Regions from separate parts of the Gossypium hirsutum genome. Here region 1 is linked to region 2. The links are chromatin contacts, called in public Hi-C maps. All regions are on one chromosome and are shown on one strand. Each heading gives the region's core, a stretch centred on a gene start, on an enhancer-like site or on the middle of the called end of the contact. The rest is flanking DNA. Distances are from core to core; before and after follow the strand shown.

Region 1 (2,927 bases), core at 41-2,540, 130 kb before region 2:
AAAACTGGCATGGAGGTAATTACTTAACTCTAACTAAATTCCAGTTGTTCTCAGATCAATTGGTTTGGAAATAACTTCATGAACCACTCACAGTTTGAAACAATGGACCAGATATGACCACGGTCCAACACATTAACTTATTTGCATCAACGTAACATAAGCCCTTCTAACCACAAAAGAGACAACAATACATCTAAAGTAAAAGTAGAATACAGTTTGAGCTAGTCCAAATATTCACAACAAGAGCAACTAGTTTTAGTTTCTTAATATTTTTCATTACTTAGATTACAATAAGGGCGTAATATAATAGATTCATGTTAAATAACAAGGCATTCCAGATTATTCACCAAAATAAGATACAAGTGAAGTGAACAAGGACAACGAAAATGAACTAGATAATTATCGCTCATCTACTCTATCAATGCAATGTCTAAGAAGCAGGAAAGTTTGACAGAAAGAAAAATGCAGAAATTGAAGGAAGCACAAGTGCACAAGTCCGTATGTAAAAGAAAGCAAAGGTTGAACCTGAACAATGTGGCTGGCATCAAGCTCGAAGCCTTCATTGGAAACCGAAGAATCATAAAGGCGAGTACACTGGTCTAACCTTTGGCTTTCATCCCTATACTCCAATATCCTTTCCCTACATTCCAAGATGATAATCACAACACTCACTACTCACTACTCAGAGCGCCATATAACAATAATAATGTCAATATCCAAGCTCAACCTATAAACCAAATCAGGAAGAGGAACTTATGCCCCGCACTTTTCCAGGTAAACACTATTAAAATATCATAACGTATGCAAAAATAAGTTTTCATCAACCAATTTCAATAGCAGCCAAAAAGTTGTATTTTTTGAGAATGCAAAACAAAACCCATCAAGAAAGAATTGAGAACATACTCAATTTGAAGCAGAAATTTTTGAGAATCAGGATGGAGATCAGCCCATTTGGTGCTGTAACTAGCAGGAGTCTTGTCATTAGTAAAAAGAAAAAGGGGTTGTTGCTGCTGCTGTTGTTGTTGTTGCTGCTGCTGCTGTTGTGGAAACTGCAACTGTGGTTGCTGTTGTTGTTGTTGCTGCTGCTGCTGCTGCTGGGATTGATAAAAAGGGCTGTAGCTTTGCTGGAAAGGTTGTTGTTGGGGCTGAAACAATGGCGGAGATTGTTGGGGTTGTGGAGTTGCAAAGAACGAGGACATTGTTTTTCTTCGGAAACAAAAATTAGGGTTCTAAGAGTAGAGACATTTAATTCTGGTGAGGATTGAGGAAGAAGAACCTTTTTTTATTTAAACCCTAGAGAGGGAAAATCATTGACGAAAATCAAAAGAAAAATAAATAATAGGGTAAATTGCAATACAAGTCACCCAACTATTGCTCCTTTTCTTTATTATCATTCAACTATCAATTTTTTTAATTTGATCACCTAATTATTGTCTTTTTTTCCTTTTTGTCACCCAACTATCAATTTTTTTAATTTGATCACCCAACTAAACGATATAGTTTAATAATAAATTTAGGCTTCAACATTTACATATTATATCGATTTAGTTATAATTTTAAAAAATAATCCTCAAAATTTACAAATAATCTCAATTTAATTCTAATTCTAAAATATTCTAACAAATATATAAAAATTAAAATACATAAATACTTTAAATATATATAATAAATTTAAAATATATAAAAATACCCCCAGCTCCACCTCCTTCTCTGTGCCACCTCATTAGACTCATTGGTCTGTTTCGTCAAAAAAGCTTTCAAAGCTGGCGTTGATTTCAAGTTCGTCACCACAACCCATCCAACGTTAACGACTTCGGTGTTCCAAAATCACACCGTTTTGAACCTCCGATGGAGATTATATCGAAGAACGAAGTACCTTGCCATCTGTTTCTGTATTTTTATGCGGTTTATTTTTAGACTATTTCAAGTTCGTCGTTTGTCTTCAGATTCCAAGAATTTCAGCTTTGATCATTTGATGTTCGAATGTTGGGTGTCAAGAAAAGGAACTCTTATTGACATGTTTTTTGACAAGATGATACCTGATATTGTTTGGATTTAGCAATAGATCTCCGATGATGGTGTCTGTTATGGACCATTTCTAATGACAAGTGGGCTGAAGAAATTGATTGGGCTGAATGACATTAGTTAAACGGTGCACAATAGGTTTAATAAAACGATGCGTTTTGTGCATGGGAAAACTTCTCGTAGAGTTTGTTGTTTCTTTCTGTTATTTGTTTCCTATATATCCGCATGTAAGGAAATGACCTGATTATGAAGAAAATATAGTAACTGTTGCATTTCCTCTATTTTGCATCTCTTCTTCTCTTTATTTTTCTGCTATTTCTCTTCTTCTTTTTTGGATTTCTGGTTTCGGTGTTATCAAAGGTATTAGAGCTTGGTCTTTCCTATGATGGGGGACGATGTTACCACTCGTGGACAGAAGGACATGACAGTGCTACAACAAGAGATGGTCAAAAAGCAAGGGGAGTTGGCTCAACTGGAAACCAAATGGGATGCCAAGTTGCAAAGGTTTACGGAAGATCTGTATTTGGAACTTTGATCTATGCTGGAGTAGTTTCTGGGGCACCCTACAGCTTCGGAGCCAGGACCAGCCTCTAAAAAGAAGGGAGTGTTGGGTCTAACTCTACTAGGTTCTCCTCCCAAAGACTCCATGGAGATTCCTCCTCCACCACCTAATCCTCACATACTTAAATCTGGATGGGTTCAGGAACATTTCTAAAAGCTCGAGTGTCCTCGATTCCATGGGTTGGATTATCGTGGATGGTGGTCAAAGTTGGATCAGTACTTTTTGGCTAAAGGCATTCCTAAAACAGATAAGGTACGCACAGTGATGATGCATTTGGAGGGCCGAGCACTAGATTGGCATCACTTATACCCATAGAAACACGGGGGTCTCCACATATTAG
Region 2 (2,744 bases), core at 215-2,714:
TCTCCACCTTCAAACTGCCATGGGTTCCCCATTCCCGTAGCAGCAGCAGCACCACCACCATTGGCACCAACAACGGCTGCTCCATCTCCCATTCCTGAAAAGGCCCAGATTCCTCTCCCAAGCCCGAACCCAACATCCTCAAGTGCTGGAGTAATACCGAGCCCAAACCCACCAAGAGCCAGAAAACCAGGCCCTTGTGTATTCAACAAGGAGGTAAAACTTCCACATATGTTTCCATTACCACCCCCGTTGCCTTTCGACTCTCCACCAATACCAAAACTTCCTTGGTTGGCCGAGATTGGCAACAAAACCGGGGTGGCAGGTAATGGGAAGTTATTATGAGTAGTGGCGGTGGCATGGGTGTTGGTGCGAGAACGCTTAGCGTTTTTCTTGGTGCCACCGCCAACAGGGATGTCCCTGAGGGTACCACCATGAGTCCAGTAACGACGACAGGACTTGCAGAAATGACGAGGCTGAGAAAAATTATAGTTGTTATAGTAGCAGAACTTAGTATTAGTGGAGTCACAACGTGGACAAGGTAGCTGCTCTTGTTCTGGTGGTGGGGCTCCCGGGTTTAGGACCTTGCATAAACGCCTGCTTTGATCTCCCGATTCTGATGGCATTTTCAGACCAAAACAAAAGTGGCTTCAACTATAGTAGTATGCACCTTGTTTTAAGACTTTGCTGCTTATGTTGCTCGGCTTATATGGAGCGAAGGGACAGAGAAGGGGTGGATTTTATGGGGGGAGAGGGAGAAAAGAGAATCTGGTGGACAGTGAAAACAAGTTCTGAAGGTTATATGAGACATGGAGAGAGAAGAAAGCAGGCTTTTACAGTGTTCTGTTAGGCACGACAGATGGATCAGTCGGCTTGACAGTGGGGGGTCTGATTAGAGTCGGCTCTATCAACTAGGAATACGGCTTTGTGGTGTTTAACTGCACTGATTTAAGTTGCTGTGTTTCCTTTTTGGATTTTTCTTAGCTATTTTGGCGTTTGTAAACCGATAATCATCGGATGGATAAGCAGTCAAATAAAGGGGGTCCCATTTGGTCTTGTATTTTGGTTTGTGTAATGATGTCGCACTTGTGGATGATGACAATTTAGTAGTTCTTCTAAGTATACCCATTACAGTCCGCAAAAACTACGACATTAATGATGGTGGTATTTTAAAGTAAATATTGAAGAAGTGTGAAACAGGGGCCTGGAATGTGGATGGTACAAAACATAGGGTTCTACTAAAATTCTAGGCAACAACAAATTTCTCCCCTATGTTAGAAAAATATTCAAGCTTTGAGGGACATTCCAGCAGAGATGAAAACTGCAGCTCAGAACTTTATCAATATTCAACAATGTCTGCTTAAGGGTGTGCATATAAAATAGGGTTTATGTATTCCTCCTCTTCACCTTAGATTCCATTTTCGATACAAAATCTAATTAGAAGGAAGAGAAGAGATTACACCGCGCTTCAATATTGGTTTTTGCTTCCAACTTTCATCCCTAGTTATAGAGAGATTATTTTATACATCCTTCCTACCATATTATTCATGGCTATTTTTTAAAATTTTAAAATTTTAAAATTTTTTTATATCATTGATATATAATTTTGATTTTTTTATTTTGAACCTTGAACTCTGAATCTTAAACTTCGAATCCAAAATTTTAAATACTAAATCTCGAACCCGAACCCAAAACTCAAAACTCAAAACTCATTTAAGATTTGGGATTTAAGATTCAATGTTTTGAGTTTGAGGTTTGAGTTCGGAGTTCAGGGTTCGAGGTTCGGAGTTCAGGGTTTAGGGTAAATTTTTTTATCAAAATTATATATTAATGACATGAAAACAATTTACTAAGATATCATTAAACAATTAAAAAGAGACCATAAATGATAAGAAGGAAATGGTTGATAAATTAATTTCTCTTAACTTTTAGGTAACACCTAATGCTTATTTGTAATATCTAAATTTAGGTAACACATTTTTAGTAATTGAAAATTATTGTCGAAGGACTACTCTAATGATTGATAAAGTATATAATTTTTAATCTATTTATTATATTTTCCCTTAAATTATATTATTTAAGTTATTAATTATATTGTTTATATTTATATTTTATTCATTGTAATTTGGGTGAATAATGGAAAAAAATATAATAGTATTTTCAATTAAATAAAACAGAATTCTGATGAATTTTCGCACCAAACTTTTAAGTTAGTTTTGAATACCTTCTTACGTTTTTTTGGGATTGAGTCATTAAACAATTTCGATCTTTCAATTTCTTTCAAATTTGTAAATTATGAATCTAAAATAAAATTTTATAGCTCAAGTTATAATTAAAATATAGAAACAACGTTATGTTGAAAATAAAAATCCACAAAAACTTAGCAAAAGATAAAATAAATTTTAAATTTTTTTTTCAATTATTGATTTAAATCAATAATATCTAAACAATATCATTAAAAGGGTAAACTTAAAAAGCATAATTTAAAAAATATATAAGAAATTACATTTATGAAGAATCCAGAATGTGAGTTTTTAGGTAGCTAAGGGAAAATTATTATTTTGTGATAAAAATAGCTCCCTATTCCAAATTAAACTTGTGGTGTCGCCATCATCCTAAAGAGAAGCAAGGCAAAGATGGTAAAAAATTTAGGAAGTAAAAAAGAAAAAGAGTAAAGGAGAGATGGTGCAGCGTGATTGAGAGGGATTGATGTGTGGGGACAGTAGAAGAAGGGAAGAGAGAATAAA

The links. A called contact is a pair of places that touch in the nucleus more often than the background predicts.
Region 1: a Hi-C map of leaf shows a contact between it and region 2, with 2.9 times the contacts expected there. The contact joins the promoter of LOC107945314 here to the promoter of LOC121224689 in region 2. A contact is called at or near these places in 16 of 34 Hi-C or Micro-C datasets (anther, callus, hypocotyl and 3 more).

What each region holds. Positions count from the first base shown.
Region 1 is chrD12:13,214,646-13,217,572 of Gossypium_hirsutum_v2.1, reverse strand. It overlaps LOC107945314 (nuclear pore complex protein NUP58), which reads right to left and starts at 1,290. Exons shown (of 6, transcript XM_016879274.2): 1 at 904-1,290; 2 at 526-640. The coding sequence starts at 1,199.
Region 2 is chrD12:13,083,104-13,085,847 of Gossypium_hirsutum_v2.1, reverse strand. LOC121224689 (dof zinc finger protein DOF3.4) reads right to left here and starts at 1,464. Exons shown (of 1, transcript XM_041108497.1): 1 at 1-1,464. The coding sequence starts at 623.